5 separate regions of the Mus musculus genome follow, and regions 1, 3, 4 and 5 are each linked to region 2. Evidence: chromatin contacts called from public promoter capture Hi-C data. All regions are on one chromosome and are shown on one strand. The core of a region is the stretch at or near the end of the contact, and the rest is flanking DNA. Distances in the headings are between cores, read along the strand shown.

Evidence for each region. Promoter capture Hi-C pulls out the DNA fragments that hold promoters and counts their contacts. Capture Hi-C pulls out chosen DNA fragments and counts their contacts.
Region 1: a contact with region 2 is called in a promoter capture Hi-C map of liver, with 2.8 times the contacts expected there. The contact joins the promoter of Ebp here to the promoter of Gripap1 in region 2. A contact is called at or near these places in 2 of 39 promoter capture datasets (cranial neural crest and liver) and 2 of 9 other capture datasets (adipose tissue and liver).
Region 3: a promoter capture Hi-C map of second pharyngeal arch cranial neural crest shows a contact between it and region 2. The contact joins the promoter of Was here to the promoter of Gripap1 in region 2. A contact is called at or near these places in 10 of 39 promoter capture datasets (the 3T3-L1 cell line, the C10 cell line, the HPC-7 cell line and 7 more), 2 of 484 Hi-C or Micro-C datasets (B cells and embryonic stem cells), 3 of 115 datasets of contacts at active chromatin or transcription factors (extraembryonic endoderm stem cells, memory CD8 T cells and microglia) and 3 of 9 other capture datasets (adipose tissue, liver and pancreatic islet).
Region 4: a contact with region 2 is called in a promoter capture Hi-C map of erythroid cells, with 4 times the contacts expected there. The contact joins the promoter of Tbc1d25 here to the promoter of Gripap1 in region 2. A contact is called at or near these places in 2 of 39 promoter capture datasets (erythroid cells and liver) and 2 of 9 other capture datasets (adipose tissue and liver).
Region 5: a contact with region 2 is called in a promoter capture Hi-C map of pre-B cells. The contact joins the promoter of Clcn5 here to the promoter of Gripap1 in region 2. A contact is called at or near these places in 13 of 39 promoter capture datasets (the 3T3-L1 cell line, 3T3-L1-derived adipocytes, the C10 cell line and 7 more), 2 of 484 Hi-C or Micro-C datasets (CD4 T cells and muscle stem cells), 4 of 115 datasets of contacts at active chromatin or transcription factors (embryonic forebrain, embryonic stem cells, extraembryonic endoderm stem cells and 1 more) and 1 of 9 other capture datasets (liver).

Annotation. Positions count from the first base shown.
Region 1 is chrX:8,192,088-8,194,787 of GRCm38.p6, reverse strand. Ebp (phenylalkylamine Ca2+ antagonist (emopamil) binding protein) reads left to right here and starts at 1,276. Exons shown (of 5, transcript NM_007898.3): 1 at 1,276-1,987. It overlaps Porcn (porcupine O-acyltransferase), which reads left to right. Exons shown (of 15, transcript NM_023638.4): 15 at 511-942. The coding sequence ends at 612.
Region 2 is chrX:7,788,564-7,791,263 of GRCm38.p6, reverse strand. Gripap1 (GRIP1 associated protein 1) reads right to left here and starts at 1,271. Exons shown (of 26, transcript NM_001290455.1): 1 at 1,196-1,271. The coding sequence starts at 1,237. It overlaps Gm39487 (a long non-coding RNA gene), which reads left to right and starts at 1,324. Exons shown (of 3, transcript XR_003953042.1): 1 at 1,324-1,398.
Region 3 is chrX:8,089,187-8,091,886 of GRCm38.p6, reverse strand. It overlaps Was (Wiskott-Aldrich syndrome), which reads left to right and starts at 1,396. Exons shown (of 12, transcript NM_009515.2): 1 at 1,396-1,596; 2 at 1,903-2,043; 3 at 2,545-2,631. The coding sequence starts at 1,459.
Region 4 is chrX:8,174,611-8,177,310 of GRCm38.p6, reverse strand. It overlaps Tbc1d25 (TBC1 domain family, member 25), which reads left to right and starts at 1,387. Exons shown (of 6, transcript NM_172478.4): 1 at 1,387-1,600. The coding sequence starts at 1,478.
Region 5 is chrX:7,317,952-7,320,651 of GRCm38.p6, reverse strand. Clcn5 (chloride channel, voltage-sensitive 5) reads left to right here and starts at 1,294. Exons shown (of 14, transcript NM_001243762.1): 1 at 1,294-1,546.

The DNA of each region.
Region 1 (2,700 bases), core at 27-2,526, 400 kb before region 2:
CAAGCTGGCCTCGAACTCAGAAATCGGCCTGCCTCCCAAGTGCTAAGTGCTGGGACTAAAGGTGTGCATCACCACGTCTGGCTTCCCCCAATTTTTTAAGTACACAGTCTTCCTTTTTTTTTTTTTTCATTGCAAGAATTTGTCAGGGTTTACTTTGTCCTGTATTGGTAGACACTCAGATTTCTAGTGGTCTCATATACAAACGACCTCAGGGATCAGCATGACCCACCACATCCAACATATTTTTAAAATAACTCTTTTTGGTGTGCTGGAAATCAAAACCTGGGGCCTCCCCATGTAGACCCTCCCATCAAGCTGTATACTCAGCCCCTTAAAATGATCTTTAAAGAAGAAGAAACCAAACTGTATCTGGTCACCCTTGATAAGCACCTAGACCCTTCTTTTACTCAGGAATATGAAATACCAAAGATCCCTGGGCAAGAGATGGGTTTTCCGGAGACTCACTGTCCTTGTTGAATTTCAAAATCATGACTTGTTTCTCTCCCACAGGGCTACGGCATGGCATACACTGTCCACAAGTGGTCAGAGCTCAGCTGGGCCAGTCACTGGGTCACTTTTGGATGCTGGATCTTCTACCGTCTCATAGGCTGAGGCATATGACCATCATAATCCCCTTCAATACCCCTCCTTAGGGTGCCAACTCTGATGGGGGATGAGAAAAGACCCTTTCTCTACTCCTTTTCCCTTATCCATTCTTGACCCCCAACACCCCTCCACACAACATAGGAACACACACAACTTTCTATGCCTGTCAATCCTCACCCCGCCACCAGGCAGGAAGGGGGTGGTCCTTATTGGGCCAAGGAACGATGGATACTTGGGAAAGCAGACAGGAGCAGATCCAGGGCCTCTGCGCCTGCCGTCTCCCTTTTTTATATGCAGTTTGTTATTGTCGAATAAAAGTAGAACTTACACAACAGGCTCGGTTTTTTGGTTTTTTGTTTTTTTTTTTTTTTTTCACTGATCAGAGGGGAAAAAGGGAAAGCAAAGAAATTCCACCACACATAAAGGTTTGGAAACTGAAAATCGTGGAGAGGGAAAATAAAATTGTGATCTATTCGCGATGAATTCAACATGGTCTGTGATTGGCTAATGAGTCTATGATGGCGGGGTCCTGGTCCTGCTTGCGTAGAGCAGGGACAGATTTTGTGGGGGAGGCTTAGTAATACTTCATGGAAAACTGGGGGATCCCTGTACTGATTGGTTCGTCAGATTCGAACGGGGCGGGGTAGGGCAAGACAGAAGAAGGGTTGATGCCTACTGGTCCGTAGGTAATAATTAAAATGACAGTTTGAGATGATCAATATTCTGACTAAATGCTGACGAGGTCTGTTTGCCAACTTGTTTACCGTCATGCCTTCTGTTTGGCTTTTAAGAACTGGCACTGTTGAGAGTCTACACCAACTGCTCAGCAGGAGTGAGGGTTTGAAGGTGACCGATGCTGTTAGGACTGGAGAGTTCTGAGCTCTGGTGGGCGCTAGGTTTGTTTGTACTGAATGTAATCCACCTGTCGTATTCTCTGCATTTGGGCTAAGAATGGGTCCGGGAACTGATTGGTTGCCTAGAAAACTTAGAAGACCACGCAACTCCGGTCACTAGCAAATGTTGAGGGTTTCAAATTTCAGCCTCATCTTGTGCGATTGATAAGAGGGCAGGGAAATTGAAGCTCAGAATAGCATAGATTTGCTATCGGGAGAAAGCGCCCACAGACCTTGGAGGTCTCCACCCTACTCCTGACTTGGTCTCAGCCAACAGGGAAGATGACACCATAGGCGAGGACAGGGCCTGCGACATTCGGAGGACTCCTATTGGCAGAAGCCACCTTCTCCACTTCACTATTGGTCCGCTCCATCGGGCGGGGAAGCGCTAGAGCTGAGCGGAACTGGGGCTATTAGGGAGCCTGCAGGTCTTCCTGGAAAGTCGCAAGCCTGTGTTAGGAAGTCGCCCTGCGATCGCGCCGCCTGGGGTGAGTGCCAGCCAGCTTGTCCGAGCCCCTCCACGTGCCCAGACCCTCCACGACAGCGGTTTGCCTGCGAGTCCTGCCCTACCCTGCGCTTGCGCGGGACCCGGGCCCTAAATCGGTTGTCCAGACGACGGAAGACTCGCCCTCTCGTTGGGCAGCTACAGTGGAGGGTTCTGGTTGTGATTGGTGGTCTCTGGGCTTTGTTTTCCTTTCTCTTGGTTAGCGCCGCCCGTGAGACCCCTGCTTTTGCTACTTCTAGCTTGTTGCAGGGTGGCACACTAATTGCCTGGACTCTTGCTTTTGAAACGTGGTGCTTGGGGCCGCAGCTCTGATTCCTCATCTCTGCAGCCCCCTGCGGGTGGGAGTAGCGTCCAGTTAAATCTCAGCCACTGGACCCTGCAGTGCACCCCGACTACATTCCTGTGTCTTTCCAACAAACTGAGCCCCAAAGTGCTAGGACCTGGCTTGTTGACAGTGACTCGCCCACCAGACTGTGATCATACTCTGTGACTAGCAACCAGAAGTACAACTCGATGATGCTGGCAGTACAATCTGATGATTCCTCTTTAGAGCCTCAGGAGCCTCTGCCTAGGTGTACCAGCGGCCTTGAAACCCGCTGTGTCAGAAAAAAACGATAGGGGGTATCACAATGAAGCAAAGTTAGAGAGTTTCTGCTGCACTTGACAAAGGAAAGGAATGCACCTAGGCACCCAGCA
Region 2 (2,700 bases), core at 22-2,521:
CCTTTCTATTCACCTTGAAGTCCCTCTCCAAAGCCCAATAGTATCTCCTTACACATGGCTCAAATAGGATAAACGTTCCTTGCTCAAGTATCTATCTATCCACTTTTTACAAGATGTCTTCAATGGGGGTGACATTATGTCTGTCCTTCAGGATCTCTCAAATGCCCTTGGGCGGGCCAGTTGAACTAGTTTTATTCAGAATCTTCTGCAATTTCCAGTGGTCCTCCCCATTTATGGTCCAATGAGCTCACTCTTACATCTTCAGTGTCCCTCAAGCAGACTAACTAGCTCCCAGGCCAATCGAATATTTCTGCTCCCTCAAGTGTTCTGCCCCCAACCTATAGGACTCTAAGGTTTCCCCATTTCAGTCTTTCCCACTAAGGCTCCCTCACTAAGTGTCCATTCATTATGCAGTGCTTCTATTCCCTCTCGAGATGCCTGGAAAAGGATCAACAAGTCAGAGGACCAGGTCAGACTACTCCCCCAAACCCAGTGATGTCCCCTTCCCTGAACTCCCAAAGTATCAGTTTATAAATATCCTCCGGCCCTTCCTCTAATCTGAGTTAATGGTATTACCTACTCAGAATGCTCATCACCCTGGGTCTAAAGGAATCATCCCAATCCATGCAATTATGCCAACCCCTCCTCTTAGGATCTTCTAGCATCAATGGCACAACAACTCTAGGGAAGAGATCCACGGTCTTTCCCTACTCCCCTGGCTTAGTAGTATTGGTATCTCCCACAAACTTTCCACCTCCCAGTAGTTCATGGTCTTGTCCTGTCAAATAACCAGAGGCTTCCCCCCTCCCCATGACGCAAATGCCTGCTTCTTTTCTCTCCCGACCAAATAATTTCTCCTCAGAATCTCCATCCTTTAAAGTCTAACATCATCACCATTTAATGGTATGCCCTACACATGGACCCAAAGATCCCATCCCGATTCCGGACTGAGAAAGGTATCGCCTAAAGACGTTCTACATTCCTTTTGAAAAGCTAAAAGAATCCAACCTTCAGAACCCACATAGAATCTTCGAAATCACTAAGATCGCCACTCAGAGCCTCGGTTTCCCTTCTCCAGACCACCCCCTTATACTTAAGACCCATTCCAACCAAATCTTCAGAACCGATGGCTGGTCTTGTCTCTACCCCGCCCCCAGTCTACTAGACGGGTGGTCTTCCCCACATCCAGCGGCACCTGCATCCGTTGAAACTCCTCTTCAGACAGAGCTTGCGCCATGTTCCTCCCCCCATCCCCCGCAAGCTTTGTGCGCAGCCGCAGCTTCTGCGGCCTGTCAGTGCTAAGGTCGGAGCGAACCACTGACCAGTAATTGGAGGGGAAGAAACCTAATTCAAATGTTCAGCATTTTAGAGATGGAAAGAAGAGAATGATGCTCAAAGGTCAGACAAATTTTACTTTGATTTTTACAGAATTGTAAATTGTCTGTTATGGCTTTTGAGCATTTATAGATTACTCATTGCTATGCGACATTATGGTATCCCTGTATCTTGGGTGGACTCGTCGGGAGGGAAGTAATCCTCTGACGGAAAATTACCCTTCCGCGACGCTCCTTTAAAGAGAAAGTGACTTAATAATCAAGGAAGTGAAAGCGGAAGCTTCCTCGGGTCTTGTTCCGGCCCTCCTACGGGTGACCCCAAAGGGGAATCCCGCCTCACGTAAAGTCCTTGACCACCCACCCCTCATTTTTTTTTAAAAAAAGGTCTGACAATGATTTTTATTAACACAGTGCTTTATCTCATATTAGGGAAAAGATCTAGTCATTGAGAAAGCTAAAAATTCACGAGGAGAACAGTAGCGAATAAAACAAAACCAGAAAAGTCCATTAAAAATAAAAACAAAAGCTAGCTCCATGGAAAAGAGTCCGGTAGCACACTCAAGGTTCTGGCTGTGCTCCCCAACGCCGAAACAAAACATCAGAAACAAGGATTTAAAAGCGCTCTAACCATCGCCGACCTGAAAGCAAGTGTTGCTCAGTGTATTCTCATAGAAATGAAATGATTTCCCTGCTATGGGAAATATATTCAAGCAGGGCCTTTGTAAATTGAAAGATTTTATTGATATAGGCTCTCTCTCAATATAAATGCAGTCATTTAAAACGATACCATTCTTAGACTTTTCAGACACCTATGTCGTCACAATCCAGGGAGAACACTTCCATCACTCCTTAAAGGTTCTTTCAATCCATCCTCTTTCTACAGCCAGAACAACATTGTTTCTTTTGGTGCTATAGTACATTTGTCTATTGTAGAATGTGATTCAATGTATTCCTTTTGTATTTCCATTTATTTTTCGCTTTTGGCTGTTGCAATTCATCCAAGTTGTGTTATCAGATTTTTTTCTTTTGTTAGTGAATAGATTTTTTTTTTTGAGGCAGGGTTTCTCTGTATAGTCCTGGCTGTCCTAGAACTGGAAAGTTGGAGTTTATTAAGAAACAGTTCTTTTTTTTTTTTTTTTCTTCTCCAAGACAGGGTTTCTCTGTGTAGCCCAGATGTCCTGGAACTCACTCTGTAGAACAGGCTGGCCTCACCACTGCCCAGCTAAGAAACAGTTTTTATTTGGGTATGGTGGCACACACCTTTAGTGGTCCAGCCAGAGCTCTGTGAAAGAAAGAAAGAAAGAAAGAAAGAAAGAAAGAAAGAAAGAAAGAAAGAAAGAAAGAAGAAAGAAAAGAAAAGAAAGGA
Region 3 (2,700 bases), core at 147-2,646, 300 kb before region 2:
TGTTGTTTTAGTATTTATTTATTTATACTGTCAAGTCCTTCCTTCCCGAATGAGATTGAAAAGAAAGTAATTAGGGCCAGGCATGGTGATACAGGCCTTTAATCCCAGCACTCAGAAGGCAGAGGCAGATGGATCTCTGTGAGTTCAAGGCCAGCCTGGTCTATAGAGTGAGTTTTAGGACAGCCAGGGCTCTACACAGGGAAAACGTGTCTCAAAACAAACAAACAAACAAACAAACAAACAAAAGCAAAGCAAAGCAAAGCAAAACAAAACAAAAACCAAATAAAACAAAAACAAAAAACAAAAAAGGGGTGGGGGTCTGAGTTTAGGCTAGAGAGATTGTTGAGTGGTTAAGAGCACTGACTGCTCTTCCAGAGGACATAGGTTCAAATCCCAGAACACACATGGCAGCTCAGGACTGTCTGTAACTCTGACACCCTCACACAGACATACATGTAGGCAAAACACCAAGGCGCATAAAATAAAAATAAATTTTACAAAAGAAAGTAATTGGGGTCTGGAGAGATGGCTCAGTGATTAAGAGCACTGACTGTTCTTCCAGAGGTCCTGAGTTCAAATCCCAGAAACCACATGGTGGCTCACAGCATCTGTAATGAAGATCCAATGCCCTCTCCTGGTGTGTCTGAAGACAGCGACAGTGTACCCGCATACATGAAATAAATAAATGAAAAAGAAAGTAATTAGGGAGCTACAGGGGGCAAGAGTAAAAGATGGGGAAGTGAGTCATGGCCTTCTATATCATTGGCAACGTCCAAAGCTAGAGATTAGTTCATATGCCTTTTTTTTTTTTTTTTTTTTTTTTTTTTTGGTTTTTCGAGACAGGGTTTCTCTGTATAGCCCTGGCTGTCCTGGAACTCACTTTGTAGACCAGGCTGGCCTCGAACTCAGAAATCTGCCTGTCTCTGCCTCCTGAGTGCTGGGGTCAAAGGTGTGCGCCACCACGCCCGGCTCAATATGCCTTTAAAAGGAAAAGCTGTAATGCAATGGCCCTTTAGCACCTGGAGCCTTAGATTCAACCCCAGGCCAAGTCGGTGCTTTTGGAAGACGGAAGGAGGCTACACAGACTTGTGACTACTCTCTGCGTAGCTACCCTGAAGGAGAAGCTCTGCAGATGGCGTAGCTCTCCCTCAGTGTCCGACTAGAGCAAGGCTGATCTAAGCCTGTCAGAAGGAAATGGCCCCGCACAAAAAGGGAGAGGACGTTGGGAAGAAAGAAGAAAGGAAGATGCCCTGAGCTCATTACAAACTTGGATCTAGCCACGCAAATGGAGGAGGGCCCATGCCTGTCCTAGAGAGGAGAACAGGCCCTCTGGGGGGCCCTGGAGGACTTATTTCCCTTGTGGTTTATTGTACTTCCTGTTCCCCTGCTCACTGCGGAAGTTCCTCTTCTTACCCTGCACCCAGAGCTTAGCTGGAGAGGACTAAGGCAGAAGGCAGCATGAATAGTGGCCCTGGCCCTGTAGGAGGCAGGCCTGGGGGCCGAGGGGGACCAGCCGTTCAGCAGAACATTCCTTCCAACCTCCTCCAGGACCATGAAAACCAGAGACTCTTTGAGCTTCTTGGCCGAAAATGCTGGGTGAGTTGGGAGATCTCCTGGTCCTCCCAGTCTCCCTCCCTCTCCTCTTCTTCCTCTCTACTTCTTCTTCCCCGTTCTGCTTCCTCCTCTTACCCATATTTCCCTTCTCCTTGTTCCCATCATCCCTGTATCCCCCTTCTCCCCATCTCCTCTCCTCAGATTCACTCACTCCCCATTATCTTGATGTCTACTCCCCTTCCTCCTGGCTACAGCTCTTTCCCCAAGCTCATGAAAGCCACAGGCAGGCAAGGACCAGGCCTGGTGACCCATGAGCACACTGCACTGACCCCTGCTCTCCCCTCCTAGACACTGGCTACCACAGTTGTTCAGCTCTACCTGGCACTGCCCCCTGGAGCTGAGCACTGGACCATGGAACACTGCGGGGCTGTGTGCTTCGTGAAGGATAACCCTCAGAAGTCCTACTTCATCCGCCTTTATGGCCTACAGGTGACCCCATGCCCCACTGGACAGGAAAGCTAGTTCCCAACTTACAAAACCAGTTTTTGTCCACAGCTCCAAGCCTTCACTCATATCAGTGACCCCCTGAGCTCCAGAACCAAAGACCAATACAGATCCCAAGTTGTGTTTTTCTCATTCTGAGTCTAAGAAGACGGACCTCAGAAGGTTTATATCAAGACTTAGATCTGCTCCACAAATACCTGAGCCTCAGCCTCAAATATGTTCTAAATCATGTTGAATACTCTTAGAACTGGAATCTTAAATTCACAACGTGGAGCCTTCAACTCCTACATATAGGCTTTGGCTCCCAAACCCATATCTCTCATATCGGTGTCTGACTCTCAGACACCTAGAACCCAAACTCTGATAGTGAGCTGAAGCTGAAGAGCTTTAAATAAAACCCCGGGACACCAAACCTGGACACCATGCTCCAGTGGTCTGCCACCCAAGATGCCTGGATTTCAGCATGCACCTCCCCCCACTTTCCAGGCTGGTCGGCTACTCTGGGAACAGGAGCTGTACTCTCAGCTGGTTTATCTCACTCCCACCCCGTTCTTCCACACTTTTGCTGGAGATGTAAGTGAGCAGCTTGTGCATCCTTGCGCTGCAGTTGGGGGGGATGGGGAGGAGATGAGAAAGTCCCGG
Region 4 (2,700 bases), core at 138-2,637, 390 kb before region 2:
AGTCTCAGGTCAGCCAGAACTTCATAGTGAAAACCTATCTCATTTTTTTCTCAAAGAGCTTAAGACACTGGGCTGGGGTGGCCACACACCTTTAATCCCCACACTCAGGAGACAGAGACAGTAGGATATCTGTGAGTTTGAAGCCAACTTGGTCTTCAGAGTTCCAGGACAGCCAGTGCTACATAGAGAAACCCTGTCTTGAAAAAACAAACAAATAAGCAAATAAATAAACAAAAAGCATAAGATGTGTTCAACGATCTAACTCATATTTAACAAACACATATTTTTATTGTGACTGAAGTGCTGTGGACCTCCTGTATACTAGACATATGCTCTATCAATGAGATAAACCAGATAGAGCTTATAACAGGGCTGACCTCAACAAACTGTAATGATTAAGTAAAACAAAGACAATGTAGGGTCGGGCAGTGGTGGCACACGCCTTTAGTCCCAGCACTTGGGAGGCAGAGGCAGGTGGATTTCTGAGTTCGAGGCCAGCCTGGTCTACAGAGTGAGTTCCAGGACAGCCAGGGCTATACAGAGAAACCCTGTCTCGAAAAAACAAAACAAAACAAAACAAAACAAAGACAATGTAGGTCCAGCACTTTTGAGACAGAGTCTGAAGGTTAGCCTGAACTATATGAAAATGTCACAAAAAATAACAACAACAAAAAAACCTGGAAAAAAAGTTTAGGAAAGAAGTAGGACCTTCAGAAAGCATACAATGTTTGTTTTTTGGTAAATTACTTAAGGAAGTATAAACAAGGATTTAGACGTGTGTAAAACTTTATCCTTGAATATAAGTGTAAATTAAGAGATTGGGAGGTGGGCATGGAGAAGGTGGCACACACCTGGAAGTTCTTGGAAGTCTGAGGTTAAAAAAAAAACTGAAGTTCAAATTATCTCTGGGAAATTAGTGAGATTCTGTTTAGAAAGAAAGGAAGAAAGGAAGAAAGGAAAAAAACTAAACAAAAAAATCTTTAGAGTACTATTTTCCCCCTTCAGGATATTAATTCGAAGGGAAGTATTTGAAACCGATGACATCATCTGTCACCAAAGGCACGTGGCAATTCAAAGCCGGTTCTGGAACGTTTATGTCAGCACGCTGTGGCCTCCTTGCCTCCCTCTTGTCTCTCTCAAGCTCGTCCGTTTAACGCGGCGGTTCATGAATCCGGAAGTAAACTGCCAAAACAACGGCGCCACGGACCGGGCCAGGCAGGACCTGGACAGGCACTTACACACAGGCAGTAAAAAGTAAAATTCTCCACTCTGGGAGGCGGGGTTCCAGGCAAGAGCACTCTAGGCGCATGCTCAGATGCGACCTCCAGCCCAAGCCAGGTGGGAGGGGCAGGGTCCTACAGCACCTCTGCGCCTGCGCTCTGGTGCAAGGTGGGGCCGCGGGCGCCCGCACTGTTGGGTGTACGTTAGGGTACGGGTAACTATCGGTTATCACCTGGACAGAGACGACAGCGGCGGGATGGCAACCACCTCCGCGGCCTCGGACTCGGCGTGCTCGGCAGCGCCCCCGCCCGTCGGAGGTGCCCAGGCGGCCGCGGCGGTTGAGGAGGAGGAGCGTGAGGTGGTACGGGTCCGAGTCAAGGTGAGGCTAGCCTGCTTGGGCGCCCAGTGGACGAAAAGACCGTAACTGTCCTAGGATAGAGCATCAGACCTGAAATTTGGGGCGTGACTTGGAGACTGGGGGCGAGGCTGGAGAGCGGAATTGATAGAATGAAGGCGTGGGTTTTGGGGACTTGTCGTTGGGTGTGGAACTGTAGAGGAGACAGGGCCAATGGAGTGGATGGGTGGAGCCTACGGGTAGAGAGGTGGGTTGTAGGGTTACCGGAGGGGCCTCTGGAGTCCAGAGGAAGGAAGGAGGTGCTGTCGCTGTCAGAAGGGATAGTCCTAAAGTCAGTCAACAAATAGCTATTGAGAGTTCACTTTTGTCCATGTCCCACCCCTGAGCCCACGTGCTTGTGGGAGGGGGACAAAAACAATTAAATGAGATATTTTGAACATTGGTGAATATCAGGAGAAAGTGATAGGAAAGGTTAGGATCTCTAGGGAGTTACTTTACCCAAAGCTGTATAGGAAAATCCCCTAAAGAGGACTCAAGTCACAGAGACCTGGATAATAATAATAATAACAAAATGTTAGCATATGCATTTAGGATGGGAGAAGAGTTCTAGGTAGAGGGAACACCTAGATGAGTGTGGTATGTTCCTGTAGGTTCCCATATTGTTGGAGAAGGAAGCCTGGGGGCAAAAGTAATAGACAATCAGGAGGGAGAAGGGCACATAGGACAGCTTGTGACATATAACACACTCTGAGGAAGGAACCCGTTGTGATACCTGCAAGCAGTGACCGGTGGCTCAGACTGGAGTGCCAGAGATCACTTTTGGGGTGTTAGCGCTCTAAGGCAAAGGTTTTAGTAAGCCAGATGAAGTGGGAAGGATGTTCACTCTGAGAGAGGTCAGCACACAGAAGTCTGGAAAGCATGTACTCAAAGGAACTCTCAACAGTTTGATACCAGTAGAGCCATAAATACATCTCAGAGTGGAGGGAGGGCTAGCTCCAGCACCTAGGTTTGCTGTTGAAGAAGGATCTGAGCAACAAACAGTGTTACAGGGAGATTTGCACTATGGGGGGTGGGGGGGAGTCACTGATTTGATTGTGTCAAGCTGGACATGGTGATTCTGGCAA
Region 5 (2,700 bases), core at 45-2,544, 470 kb after region 2:
TTGAGGGTGTGACCTCTGGTAGGTTTTTCCTGGTCTGTCGAATGGTCCCACACTCTTGCAAATATGGGCAGCACTAACTGGATTTATTGGGTTACTAACACAAGAAATTTGAAATTATGAGGGGAGGTGTTGGGGGAAATATGGATTTCTTGGGGAGAATTGGAGGGAGCAAATGGAAGCGTATAAGATTATAGTTTATTGTATACTTGTATAAACTTCTCAAAGAAAAAAAAAGTCTACGGGTGTGGCACAGGTCTACAATCCCAGCGCTTGGGAGGCAGAAGCAGCTGAGTATCTGTGATCCCAAGGCCAGTTTAGTTTACATGGTGAGTTTCAGGCATCCAAGGCTAAATAGTGAGTCCCTGTTGCAAGAAAAAAAAATACTATTTACTACAGTGGATTTTGAATTTGAATACTTGGCTTCTAGGTAGATTACTTGTGTTGATGATGTGGATTCCAATCTTAGTTCTTGCAATAAATTAATAGCTGCACTCCATTTGTATAACCTGTTCATTCCTCACAAGGATAGGATAGTTCTTCTAATTATTCGGAATGGCTTTGGAGACAGAGAGACCTCAGTTGGAATCTGAGCTTTATTTTGTGTTTTGTTTGTCTGTTTTTGAGACAGCATCCTGCCTTCAAACTTACAATATAGCCTAGGATGACCTCGCATCGATTCTCCTGCCTTCAACCTCAAAGAATCGGGATTAGAAGTATATGTCACCTTGAGTTTTCGCTTGACAATGATTAAATTGGCAATAATACCTATAAGTAACTGCAGTATAGATTTCCCTGTGTTGGATTAAATTGGCCCCTGCAAGCACTACTGTATTTGATCACTATTCTTATTGCTACTACAGTGTGAGATTGGAAAAGCTATGTAACCTTTCTGAGCCTCTGTATTTTTATGAGGGAAAACGGATAATGACACACTCTTCATGAGTTCTTGTGAGCATTAAATGAAACGAATAAAGTATATTAGCCAGAACAATGCCTGGCATAAGGGAGGCTTAAATTTGTGGTCTGATGTCCGCTGTGGGCAAGATACTCAGGATAAACAGTTTGTTCTAAAGACAAAAGCAAAACCAAGGTAGGCAATCTGCAAACAATGAAACCGAAGGGAGCATTGCTTTTTTTTTCCCCCAAATGCAACTGACACGCCCCGCATTTGGGTTGGATCCGCCCAGTCCTCATTAAATATGGCTGCAAGCCCGACTACCCTATTGCGGTTGCGCATGCCGAAGCTCCTCCCAGCTGCTGCTTCTCGGTGGCGCTTTCCCCCCTGGCCGGCCCGAGGTGCCTGGAGCGGGCCCTCCGTGGCGCGCATGCGCAGACGCCGTCTTGGCAGAGCTAATACTCCAAGGCGCCTGTCACATGAGCCTCGCTCCCGCTCCGCTCCCCCTCCTCCCGGCTGGGCTGTGTGAATGAAGCTCTGCCGGCTACGTGGGGCGCTAGCTCTACTCGCCGTGTGGAACGCCAGAGCCGACTGAGCGCGCTGCCCACCGCCGGTGGACACGGGCTCCGCCGCGCCGGACCTCGGTGACAGGTAAAGGCAAATGGGCTTCCCTTCCCCAACAGGTCCTTCCCGGCTCACCGGCCGCCGGCCCACCCGAGGAGCCCCCCGGTACGGCGAGCAGGGAAGAACGCTCGCCTGCCACCGCGGTCCCCGGAGCTGGCGTTCCCTCTGCCCGGCCGCCACTGAAGGAGGTGGTGGACAGCCTGGTTCCTGCCAGAGCGGGGCGGCATCTCCTCGGCAGCCCAGCCCTGTTCTGGGGAGCAGGGTCCCCAGGCTGCCGATCGAAGTTTCCTTGCCAAGCGGCGCCAAGCCCACCCAGCTTTGAAAGCGGGGAGCTTGGCTGCCCGCGTCGCTTCTCCAGAGGACAGGGCTGGGGCGGCGTTCGCTGGGAAAGCGCAGCCGAGGCCAGGTTCGGCTTGCTCCTGCTTTGGACCCGCCACAGGTTTCTAGGGCTTCTTAGCGAAGTGCAGTCCAGACGGTCTGGGCGAAGAAGTTGGTGTGCGTTTTCGCCCTTTGCCGCCCAATGCGCTTAAGCTGCTGCTTCCAGAGGTTGGAGCCCCGCGCTCCAGCTCCTTTCCAAGTAATGGAAAGAAAGCTTTAGCTTTAGCTTAACTTTGACGTGCTTTTTACCTTTATGAACGTTTCAGAACAAATCAGTTGACTGAAGTTGGACGGGTGGCCCTGTGATAACGTCAGTGGAAGCTGCGCCGAGTAAATGAGGGGAAAGCCAGAAGGTGAAGCATTAAAAACCAGTGAGACTCCCCTTTACACATACTTCATAAATGTATTAGTAATTTCCCGGGTTGAATTTCAGAGCTGTTAAATTTCCCCTTGTTCCACGACGTGCTGATCAGTAAGTACTTCTTAACAGTAAAATAGGAGGGGGATGGGGAGTCGACTTAAACTGAGCCATGTTCCAGGTAAACTCATTGGAGCACTTTTCCCTGGTGAATTCATCCTTAGAGTTTAAGCTCTCTTTTTCTTGGATTTCAGGAGCCTCTCCTCATCCAAAGCCCAGTCTTTGTTGGAGTTTTGAGGACTGGCGCACACACGAACCCTTTTTGTTCTTTAAAGAAAAAGAGGTCATTAAAGAGGGCCAACACTATTCTCCAACTAGTATTAGCCTTAAGCGTTTGGGCTTTAGCTTTCCCACTTCAGAGTTGCACACGTTGGTTATGTAAAAA